Regions from separate parts of the Sus scrofa genome. Here region 2 is linked to region 1. Evidence: chromatin contacts called from public Hi-C data. All regions are on one chromosome and are shown on one strand. The core of a region is the stretch at or near the end of the contact, and the rest is flanking DNA. Distances in the headings are between cores, read along the strand shown. Region 1 holds the start of METAP1 (methionine aminopeptidase 1). Region 2 holds the start of TSPAN5 (tetraspanin-5).

The links. Hi-C and Micro-C count contacts between places; a contact is called where the count stands out from the background.
Region 2: a Hi-C map of embryonic fibroblasts shows a contact between it and region 1, with 1.6 times the contacts expected there. The contact joins the promoter of TSPAN5 here to the promoter of METAP1 in region 1. A contact is called at or near these places in 2 of 47 Hi-C or Micro-C datasets (embryonic fibroblasts and fetal heart ventricle) and 1 of 2 datasets of contacts at active chromatin or transcription factors (skeletal muscle).

The regions. Positions count from the first base shown.
Region 1 is chr8:121,349,661-121,355,630 of Sscrofa11.1, reverse strand. It overlaps METAP1 (methionine aminopeptidase 1), which reads left to right and starts at 3,019. Exons shown (of 11, transcript XM_003129313.5): 1 at 3,019-3,327. The coding sequence starts at 3,214.
Region 2 is chr8:121,654,613-121,660,582 of Sscrofa11.1, reverse strand. TSPAN5 (tetraspanin-5) reads right to left here and starts at 3,263. Exons shown (of 8, transcript XM_003357070.4): 1 at 2,770-3,263. The coding sequence starts at 2,850.

The DNA.
Region 1 (5,970 bases), core at 1,770-4,269:
GGATGGAATCCGAAACCTCATGGTTTCTAGTCGGATTCGTTAACCACTGCGCCACAACAGGAACTCCAGAGACTTTTCTAAATCTAAGAGCAACCGGCTAATTTGTCTCTTGACTTTAAAATTTTTTTTTTGTTGTTGTTGTTGTTGTTGTTGCTATTTCTTGGGCCGCTCCCGCGGCATATGGAGGTTCCCAGGCTAGGGGTCGAATCGGAGCTGTAGCCACCGGCCTACGCCAGAGCCACAGCAACATGGGATCCGAGCCGCGTCTGCAACCTACACCACAGCTCACGGCAACGCCGGATCGTTAACCCACTGAGCAAGGGCAGGGACCGAACCCGCAACCTCATGGTTCCTAGTCGGATTCGTTAACCACTGCGCCACGACGGGAACTCCTAAAATTTTTTTTTTGGGGGGGTGGAATTCCTGTCGTGGCTCAGTGGTTAACGAATCCGACTAGGAACCATGAGGTTGCGGGTTCGACCCCTGGCCTCACTCAGTGGGCTAAGGATCTGGTGTTGCCGTGAGCTGTGGTGTAGGTCACAGACGTGGCTTGGATCCCACGTTGCTGTGGCTCTGGCGTAGGCCGTTACAGCTCCGATTAGACCCCTAGCCTGGGAGCCTCCATATGCTGCAGATGCGACCCTAAAAAGACGAAAGTAAATAAATAAATAAAAATTTTAAAAAATTTTCTGCAGAAAAGAAATTCGACAAATAAAAGCAAACGCCTAAGAAAAAAATACAAATGCTATAATCATAAAAAAGGTTGTCTTATGGTACTCTAACACAAAGTACCATTTTCTATTTATTGAAATGAAAAGCATTAAAAACAGATAATATCTAGTACTAGTCAGGTCTCAGGAAATAAGATCTCTAATACAGTTCTGACCAGAGTGTAAATTTGTAACTTTCTGGAGAGAAATTTGGCAAACTGAATAAAAAAAGACAACCCTTTGATGTAGCAATTCCACTTTTAAGAATATACCCTGGAGTTCCTCTCATGGTGCAGCAGAAACAAATCCGACTAGGAACTATGAGGTCGCGGGTTCGATCCCTAGCCTCACTCAGTGGGTTAAAGATCTGGCATTGCTGTGAACTGTGGTGTAGGTCACAGAGGCGGCTCAGATCTGGTGTTGCTGTGGCAGAGGACAGCAGCTGTAGCTCCGATTAGACCCCTAGCCTGGTAACCTCTATGTGCCATAGGTGCGGCCCTAAGAAAAAAACAAAAAACAGAATATACCCTAATAAGGATTTATGCAGAGTTCAAACTGGAAACGTATTCGCAAAAACCTTGTTTATAACAATTAAAAATAACCTAAATGTTTATTATTAGTGAATTTGGCTTTGTAAATTACTCATACAACAGAATATTTTGCAGATGTTAAAATTATGTGGTAAAAGTATATTTGATGGCCATAAAGGAAGTTCACAACATAATTGAAGAAAACAGGGAACTAAATATTCTGCATAGTATGGTCCAGTTTTGTTAAAAAATATCATATATATGTACTATATACACATATACACATAACATATACACACATATATACCTATATTTGGTGGTTGATTTCTTTTTGCTTACGTGTATACAACATTTTAGAGTTCATTACTTGAGGCATTCCCATGGTGGCTCAGAGGAAATGAATCTGACTAATATCTTTGAGGATGCAGGTTCAATCCGTGGCCTCGCTCAGTGGGTTAAGGATCTGGCAATGCAGTGAGCTATGGCGTAGATTGCAGAGGTGGCTGGGATCTGGCATTGCTGTGGCTGTGGCACAGGCTGGCATCTACAGCTCCCATTCCACCCCTAGCCTGGGAACCTCCGTATGCCTCAGGAGCAGCACTAAAAAGACAAAAAAAATTATTATTTGATTTTATTATATTATTTGTTTTGCCTATATAACAAAGACATTAAAAATATGAGCTTTTCTCGTCTATCAAATATGAAAATGTTTAAAAAAGTATGCACTAAGATAACACAAAGTTCACAGCACTTAGTTTTTTTTTTTAAGGATCACACCCACATGGCACATTGAAGTTCCCAGGCCAGGGGTCAAATCAGAGCCACAGCCCATGGCAACGCAGGATCTGACCCTCATCTGCGACCTACACCACATTCCACAGTTATTACTGGATCCCCAATCCATGCAGTGGGGCCAAGGCTCGAACCCGCATCCTCATGGACACTATTTGCATTGTTTCCACTGAGCCACAATGGTAACTCCTCACAGCACTTAGTTGATTATCAATAAATATTAGTTCCTCTCTCTTTCCTAGTGACAGGAGGTATTCAAGCACCAGTCAGAAAATGGAAGATGTGTGATGTAGTTTAAGAGATTTAAGCAACAGGTTTGCATAGAGGACCTCTGAAGCTCCTTTCAACTCTGACATTTCATGATCACTGCAATTGTTTCCTAGATACTTAGTAAACAATGGAATGAGATAACACGAAAAAATATGGTTTGTATTGAATATCCAGAGGTTGTGTTACCATCTCCAGCACCGTACACTGTGAATGGAGGGGGGTGGTGTGAAAAGAAATACCGCAGGAGGGAGCGCGGACGCAAATCCCAACCCACCTCTTCATTGACAGTTCCCTGGCTTCCTTTTTTGTGAATGAGCAGTTGTTCTTGGGCCTTAGAACAGACACTATGAGCGAGAAAAAGAACTTTAAAAAGAGAATTACTTTCCTTTTCCAAGGAGCTGCCGGGTGGACCAAAACAGAGGAGCCAAGTGCCCTTTTCAACCGTCTGAGAGTGTGGGAGACGTTCAAGACCCTGGGATCCAGTCAGTAAGGGACTGGGGAGCTCTCTCTAGGCACAGAGAACGCGAGGCGTGAAGGCCTCTCCTAGTCGGCCGCCCCGGGCCTTCTCCGACACCACCAGGCGGGCGAGCTAGCCGGGGAAAGGACACGCGGACGCTGGGCTCCCTGAAGCTCTCCGGCGGCCCCCACGTGCACGCCGGCCTCCGGGAGGCGGGGGCCGCGGGCAGTGGGCGGGGCGAAGGCCGCGGGGCGGGGCGCCAGCTGCGCGCTGGGCGGGAGCGGGGCGCGCAGCGTGGTCTGGCGCTTCTCCTCCTCCCGCGCCCAGGCGGGGCGGGCTGAGCTCCTCCCCCGGCTCGGCCTCCCTCCCCTCCTCTGCCCTCCCTCCGCCCAGCCGTTTCTCCCTCCCCCTCCCCTTCTTCCTCCGTGAGGCGCTCCTCCAGCAGCCAGGCAGCATGGCGGCCGTGGAGACGCGTGTGTGCGAGACGGATGGTTGCAGCAGTGAGGCCAAGCTCCAGTGTCCCACCTGCATCAAGCTGGGCATCCAGGGCTCATACTTCTGCTCGCAGGTAGACACCCGCCCCCCCGAGGCGCCGCCGCCGCCACCGACCCCTTCCCCTCCCCGCCTGTCCTCGCGGCCGGTCGGGACACGCTCCTCCTCTTCCCCAGGCGGGCGCGCCGGCCGCGCTTCCTTCCCACCTCGTCTGCAGTGCCGCTGCCCCTTCTCGCCCCTGAGGAATCCCCGGCCCTTCGGACCCCGGCTGCGCAGGGCGCACGCGGGGGGGCGGGGGCGCGGTCGGCCGCGGCCACGTGGGCTGGGGGCGGAAGCTGACTTGCCCTGGGTACCCGGCAGTCTTAGGGCGCTGTGTTTCGGGGCCAGGTGTGCGGGCTCCGCAAGACAGATGGGGACGCCGCGGGAAGGGGGCAGCCCCAGCCGTGTGAGCCACCACAGCCCCAGCTCCTGGCAGGGCTCTGATCTTGGTCGCGGGGGGCTGCGGGGCGGGTAGTACCCCGGTCCCGACGGGATTGGGGGTCAGAAGACACCAGCTGGGCTTTGAGGAGTGAGTTGCTTGGGACCATGGAGTCGCAGAGAGGAGGAATCCTAGCTCCAGCCCCACCTCTGTTCCTAGGTTTTACTGCTGCGCACTGACACTTAAGCAACTTTGGGGTTGAGGAATGGAGAGAGTCTGTGTAATTCATTTTTTTCCTTTGGCATCCAAAATTATTAATTTACAAGACCGTAAACTAACAGGGTGAGTCCTTCTGTTTTACCCAGTTTCCCTCTGAGTGAAAAAGACAGTTCCATTAAGGGTTATGCTTTAAGGCCGTAGTGTATTTTAGTAAGTTTTGTGCAGTGGAGCAAAGCCAGCATTGAAAGGGGTCCGGACTGAAACGTGTGCTCGTGTTTATGTTTACTGAGGAGTGCTAGTATTGCGGGCACATTTTGACGCTTAGAGTATTGGCCCGGCAGCGTAGTTTGGCTTTTAGTTACAGACCAGGTTTCTTGAAGAGAGACACATGAATATTCAAGTACTAAATTGGTAGTGTTCTTGGGGGAGGAGAGCGTGAACAAAGAGTCCGAAAGTCTGGTCAAGGCCCTGCCCTTGCCGGTGACTGTAAGATCTTGAACTAATCAAGTTACTTAATCTTTCTGAGCTCCAATCCCACCACTGTACCGAGGGGAAGATGATACTTTTACTTACATAGTTCACAAGGTTGTTCTGAGGTACATATTACTCAGTGAATGTGAAATGCTGGTAAAACATTAATCGTTTATGTAGCACTGTATGAATAAATAAATAGAATAAAGACAAACATATAAACAATAAACAATGATATTATTTCAAATATAAAATGTAAACATAAGGTGTATGTAAAATTAACATGTAAATAAGATCCTTAAGGCCCAACACTTGTAGATAAGAGATCCTAGCTAAGTTGCACAGGTCTTGTTTTCAGATAGGACATGATCCTTGACCTTGTTAGTATCGTTTGGAAAAAGTTGCACATGAAGTGTTGCTCATTCTAAAAATAGCATTGGGACTACTCAACGTACTAAACTGGTCTGAGTCCTTTTGTTTCTTTAAAATAATTGTCAAATTCTATAATTTGTTGAGGTCAATGTGGGACCTGGACTTCAAACCACAACCAAAAAGACCCCTAGCAGCATGCTTTTGAAAATTGTGTACTGTCTGAATAGAATCATGTGGTTTACATTGTTTAAAGTTAGTTGGCATTTTGTAATGCTAAATGAATTAATAGGTACAGACACTTATGAAACCATGTTCATCAAGGAAAGGTGGGATTCTCTTAGGTATGGTATTATTCAGCAGAGGGAACGTTGGCTCATTGGGGTTTGTGGGAAAATGTCAACACACTTGTGAAAACATGCAAGGTGTCCTCAGTACTGTAGGATGGGAAGTATTTCATGTTGGATTCTGTAGGTACATTTTTGATACCATTGCTATACCTGTAGCCAAACACATCCTGACTGGCCGAATAGGATAATGTAGTTTACATTGTCTCTCTTTCTTCATTCCTCTTACTACCTCTTACAGTCAGTTTTTAAAAATTTTCCCCCGTTCAGGTATAGTTGTCTCTCAGTTCATTTTCCTACTGTAGTTTCCTACTTTGCAAATAAATGTCCACACACACAAAAACAAAGGAACAAAACCTTTTGTACAGAGGTTGTTTTTCCCCATGGCATAGCTCTGTCTGACTATGCATACACCCCAGTCGTAACGAATAGGTTATTTGTTTTTTTTTTAAGGGTCACACCTGTGGTATATGAAAGTTCCCAGGCTAGGGGTTGAATCAGAGCTCCAGCTGCCAGCCTCTGCCACAGCAATACCAGATCCTAGCCACATCAGGTTCATTACTGCTGAGCCACAGTGGGAACTCCCAGGGCACCTCTTCTGAGTCTACCTTTATTTTATTCTCTTGCCCTAACAGAGGCTGTATTTATACTCTTTCCTTCACTAGAATGTCCCCTGTCTTCTGAACTCACAGCTATTCCTTCAGTCCCAGCTTGAGACCTTGATCAATCACTAACTTTTCTTAAGCCAGTTTCCACATTTGTGATGAAACTAGGGCTTTTTCTTGCCACTTCATTAGCAGTGGTCTGTCTTTTCTCTCCTTGCTCCTCTGGTCTCCAGCCTGGCTGTCTGGACAGCTTGTCTTTGGGAACAAACTGTGAACAAAACTGCAAGAGT
Region 2 (5,970 bases), core at 2,014-4,513, 300 kb before region 1:
TCTAACCTCATTTTAACAGCTGAAGAACTAAGGCCCAGGGCAGTTAACTGAGTAGCAAGAATTAAAACTACTCATTAGTAAGTGAATCAAACGCTTAAACGCAGAGGCTACCATGGTCTCAATTTTTATTTTCCCAGAACTTGTCCTCAAAATGTCTTCAATGGTCCTAATTTTTTTTTTTCTAGAATTTCACAATGTAGAAACAAAAGATTAGGAAATCACACTCTGTTATCAGTGTCTGCTTCACAACTGTGTCCAGCAGTCACAGACAGGACGGTGACTCTGTAGAGAGCAGAGGTGCCACTTTACAGAAGAAGCAGGCTGCCAGTTCCTCACCCTGGTTCTGCAGTCACTAACATCCTAGTCTGAATTACTGTGATCAAATATCATGGCTACCTTCCTATGGATCATTGCTTCAGAGATCAGGGTACTGACAAACTGGGAGATTCATACATGGGCTGATTCCGAAGCAGACGGCAGCACAGGAAAGGGATGAAGGGGTGTATGAGTGGAAGGTTTTAGCACAGAAAGGAGGATCCAGTGTCAAAAGCAGAGTAAGAGAAGGGTCCTTATAACAAAGGCGTCTACAGAACAGTTCTGTCTGGTGCAGCTGGTTTGGTTCCATCGTCCACACCTCCTTTCAGGCTTCCCACAGAACTCCTCCCAGAAATGAATACCTTCAAAATCAGACAAGATGTGACTCTCTTCTGGAACTCTGTATGCAAGCACTCCGCAATTCCAGAGGTTCTTTGACGCCCTCCACAATTCCAGAGGTTCTGCTCCAACCCGACCCACAGAAAATACTAAATGTGCCTCTGCACACTCTGCGAAATTACACCAAACTGTCAGGGAAAAGGCTCAAATCCCTTTATTTCTTTACCACCTCCTGATATGAAACTTCAGAGAAAGCTCCTGGGTGCTTTTTGTTGCCTGGCAGCTGAAATGTGCAACTTTTGGAAGTGTTCAAGTAGAGTCAAGAGGCTTGAACTCACGACCCCCGACCAGATCCAGTCCCAATTCGATAGTCCCTGACTCTCAAAGTCATGAAAGTTTCAAGTTCAGATAAAATCAAAAGGCCTCGCTCAGAAATGTGACTGCCCACCACTTTTCAGCATTTCCAACAGGGGTTGAAAAGAAGGAAGCCAAGAAAGAAAATAATTTCTTCTTCCTGTATGTGTAGCAGCGTCTGACTGTAGGGAGGTGGCGGTTAACAGAAATCACGTCCAATCCCTGGCCAAAAAATATTCCCTGTGAATGACTGGATCTACTATTTATTCATATGTCCCCCCTCTTTATTTTTAATTAGTCCTGAGGCCAGATGACAGCTGACACAGAAAGTCATCTCCCATTCCTTTCATTTCCTTTTGCCAAACATGCATGAGCAATGCAAGACACTCCTATAGAAAATAGGAAATAAAATAGCCTGGTAAATGTGTGACAGAAAATAGAAAAGAATACGAAGAGCTGTATTGACAACTATTCTCATAGATGTATTCGCTGGCAGCAAATGGCCAAAATTCCAAAATTAAAGGAGAATCAAAATAAATACCCTGTGTTCAGACTGCTGTGGATTATTATTGATCCCACCACTGGATTACTGTTTATCTCACACTGACCCCACGCTGAACAGCAACTTGAGAACAACCCCCCCTTCCTTCCCCCCCCCCCACCAAGGCCACCATCTTTACTTTCCATGGGGGGAAGGGAGGGGTACCCAGTAAGGAAGAGGATGGGATGGAAGATGAGAAATAATACGGTCTTTGAACCAAGATTTTCCCCTTGTCCTAGTGAACTCTTTGTCTGGTTGCTTAACATGTTTGTGAGATCAAGGAAAAGCATCCAAACAAAACAAAAGAGTGGGCGCCCCAGCCTAATTACAATAGTGCCCAGCACACTGTAGTGCCTACAGAGCATGGTTTGAATCTTTCATTCAAGCATTTGCTCTCTCGGTACCCCCACGGAACGTGTCTTGTAACACCTTCTCCTTTGCATTTCTCCAAGGTTTCCCCAAAACAGCCCGCTCTACGTCGCTCCTCAGAAAAGGAGGACGTGAGACACGAACACACTGAGACATATGTTGATGGTGACTTGTTATTATCCTGACAATAATACAGAGAAAGAAAATCCCTCCACCCCACGCGCCCCTCGTCAGTCCATGATGCCAAAGAGCTCTTTCCAGATGAAGGGGAAAAACGTGCAGGAAGCGTTATTTACGTGCACATTACAGAACCATATACCACCGCATCTGCATCCTACACAAAGCCGGAGATGGTGCAAGAAGATACACGCTGAGCATGGCACAGACCAGCCGCGGCAACACGGAGCCAAGCCCTCGTCCAATCAGATCCGTGTTAGAAGGTGGACCTCAGGGTCGGCTCTGCCCGATTAGCCTTCCCTGTTATGACACCACGCTCTGCCCAACATCCATATCCCGCCGGGAGGAAATTTCATTCGAGTGGTTGCTCATTTCTCAAACTGCCGAGTCCTTTCTTTCATATGCATCCATGCTATTCGTCCCTCAAACAGCCACCCCAAGGCCTGGGTGCCCCCTTTCCAGCTCGGGTTCTCTTTTTACCTCTTCCCATTCCTAGAAAGGATTAAATGTTTATCTCTCCGACGCGCAGGCTGAAAGGCGGAAGGCAAAAGCCTCTCCGTGCTCCAGCAAGCGCCCAAGGGGCTGCGAAAAGTAAAGGCAGAGAGCAACGTGGGGGAAACCGTCGCGAATCGATCGGCCACAATAGTTGAAATCCCAGAAGCGCTCTAACTTACCCAAAATATGACATTGAAGCCAAATATGAAATATTTGATGCAACAACTGACTTCAGGACCCTTGTAATGCTTCCCGGACATCCTCTGGGTTCATGAAGACACTTGCCCCGGCAGCCCGAGTTTGGAGCCCCGGAGCACCGTTGCTCAGAGCGGGCCGGAGGGGAGCGGGGGGCTCAGAGAGGCCGCTCGCTGCCGCGGCGCGGCGGCCCGGGCTGAGCAGCGCAGGGACCCACCGGCGGAGAGCGGCTCCCGCACCTCCAGTCCCTCGCGCGCCGAGGCCGCCGGAGCCGGAGTGGCTGCGAGCGGGCGGGGAAGCGCGCGCTGCAAACCCCTAGCTTCGCTGAAGGTGGCCCCGAGCACAAGGAGAGCGCCCAAGCCCGTCCGCCAAACGATCTGTCCGTCGGTCCGTCTCCGGGCTTCGGGCAAATGCGGCCGCGGCAGATGCTGGTGGAGACGCTACTAGCCCGCCTGTCCGCTCGCGCGCTCCCTCCCACCCCTCGCTCCGCCCGCCGTTCGCTCCGCCCGCTCAGCCGGCGGCTCCACCGCCCGCGCCGCCCGCAGCTCCGCCCGCCGCCTGCCGCCCGAGCATCAGCGAGGTGCGCGCGCGCAAGGGCTCGGGCGCTCTCGGGCGGCGCGGCACCACGTAGCCTCGCCGCCCCCTCTTTCCAGTCCTCTCTGCTCCGCCTGCTCCGTTACTCCCCGCCCCTTCTCCCTCCAGGCCGGAGCGCAGCCGACCCCAGAGCACCGCGGCCGAGTAGGTGGGTAGGATGGCAGGCGGAAGGGAGAAGGAGGGGTGCCCGGCAAGCACGCCCATTGAGAGCAGCCTGGAGGAGGGACTGGGATTGATGGGCAGCGGGCCCCCCCTCTGTCACCGGCAGCCGCACTCAGCTTCTGGAGGGACGTCGGGGAGAGGGTCGTCTCGGGGCGAGAGGGCCCGGTGAGGAGGCATCCAGAGTGACAATCCACCCACCACCCCCGCCGCCGCCCGGACGAACCTTCTTCTGGCTGTAGCCACACTCACACCCCCTGCTTTAACCCGGGTTTGTTACAGAAGACGCCGGGCCGCGAGCCGGAGAGGAGAGGGGTCGTAGACTTTGCTAGGAGCAAAGGGGAGGAGAAGGTGTTAGGGAAGGGGAAGAAAAGAGGCGGGAAATGCGGGCAGCGAATCGCGAGGTTGCATAGAAAAGCCCCCCCCCCCGAATCCCACTGTGGCTCCAACCCAGCCTCCCCACCTGCGAGAGGAAAAGGCTTGTCCTAGAACGGGGACGAGGTTGGAGAGATGGTCCCAAGGAAGCCTTTCCCGGGATTCGATCCTCCTCGCTCCAGAACCTGTCCCCAGCAACACAAACCCGGCCTGCCAAGCCCCCCCCCCCCCCGGTGGAATGGAACCGAAGGAAATTGACTGGTCCTAATTCTAAGAAGGAATCCAGGAGTTCCAGGGCAGTCCTCTGGGGACTCCGAGTTGGGTCTGTAGATCATAAACGATTCCGCATTGAGCTCTGCGGAAGGAGAGAACCTGCCTGCAAGTTGTGTCGGAGGCCTACCTGAGAAGGTGCGCCCGTCAGCTGCGTGTCCGCCTTCCTCCTGGAGCATCTTCATAGATGCTGGCAAGTGGGGACCAGTCTTTCATGGGAAAAAAAAAAAAAAAAAAAAGAGTGAAGAACTGTTCACAACTGTGTGTAAACGTCTTGGGAAAGCTAGAAAGAGGTGAGATTAGGAAAAACTTCCAGCACCACCCTGTGTGACCTGGTACTGGGCACAGAAATCTGCACGTTTGCTAAGCACCCGTGGTGATACTTAAGGGCGTGGGAGAACTTTTGGCATAGGGTTTTCCTAGTTAACTACCTCTCACTTTTCTCAAAAAAAAAACAAACAAACAAACAAAAAAACTAGAGCTAGCTAATGGACAACCTACATGGAGGAGCAAGAAGTTACTTTTTCTTGCAATAAACCGCACTCATGCTTGGCCTTGGGGGGCGGGGGTGGGACTATGTTGAGGTCGCAGGTAGGAGCCAGGGTCCCCACTAGATGGAAAACCGGGAGATCCTACAATTATGACAGTGGCTAACAGGGACCTCAGCCCTCTGGATGAAATAACCCTCTCTCCCTCTAAAGTGTCCTCTACCCACCCAGAACAGCATACTACCACCAACCTGGTAGGCTTCAGGGGTAAAGCCTGCTTTCAGCAGCAGCTGACCTGCTAAGTGGAAGGCACTGACAAGCTTTACCTAAGCCTATTCCTGCTACGTTGTCATTCGATGCATAAATAGAAGAGTTGCTACCAATTCTTGGGTAAGTCAGAGGCAAGGTTGGTCTTAAGCTGATGTAACACAACTCAGAAAAGGACTAGAATTAGATCCAACTGATGACTGAGTTGATCCCTAAGCAGGATTTATCCTTGAAATAAAACTCAGCAGAGAAGGGCAAGTTCAGATAACTCACTGGTAATTTGGGGCAGGAGTGGGGGGGCTAGCTGAACTCTCATTTCCTATGTCAAAAGCAAGTTCAAAGAGGATTTATGAGTTAAATGTATTTTTTAAAGCAATCCAGAAAATGAAATCCTCTGTTAAATGTCTGGCTAGAAGTATTTCTCACCTTAGAAACAATAGAAGGAAATGATCAATGGATAGGACTGTGTAATATCTTAAAACTTCTGTGTTTCAAACTCTGTTTTAAACGGAAACCCAAACCACAAAAAGAAAAATGGAGACAGCAAATATGATAGAAATATGAATATCTATATTATAAATAGGGCTCATAAGCTAAAGTAAAAGAATTGCAATGATTCAAATCACATAAAAAGAAACCAAATAGTAATAAATAATGGTGAAAGTTAACCCTATAGTAACTAAAGAAATAGATGTTCAAACAAATCAGTAATAAGATATAGAGATAATAAGCCTTGGTTTTGCTCATAGATGCTGGTATCAGTATAAAATGATACTGTCCATTTGGAAAGCATCTTCGCTGTATGTCGCAGGTCAGAATGCTCCTCCATTTTGACTCAGCAGTCCCACTTCTGGGAATCAAGCCAAAGAAATTCTCCAGAATATGGGAAAAGTTAGATACTGCAGAATGTACATCATCGTGTTACTTATATTGAAAACTTGGCCACAACTTAAAGATGCCAGAGCAGGGGCTATACACACCTCCCTGTAGCCAGCTGGACTGCAATACGGCTTCCTGTTTCTCTGTGTTGCA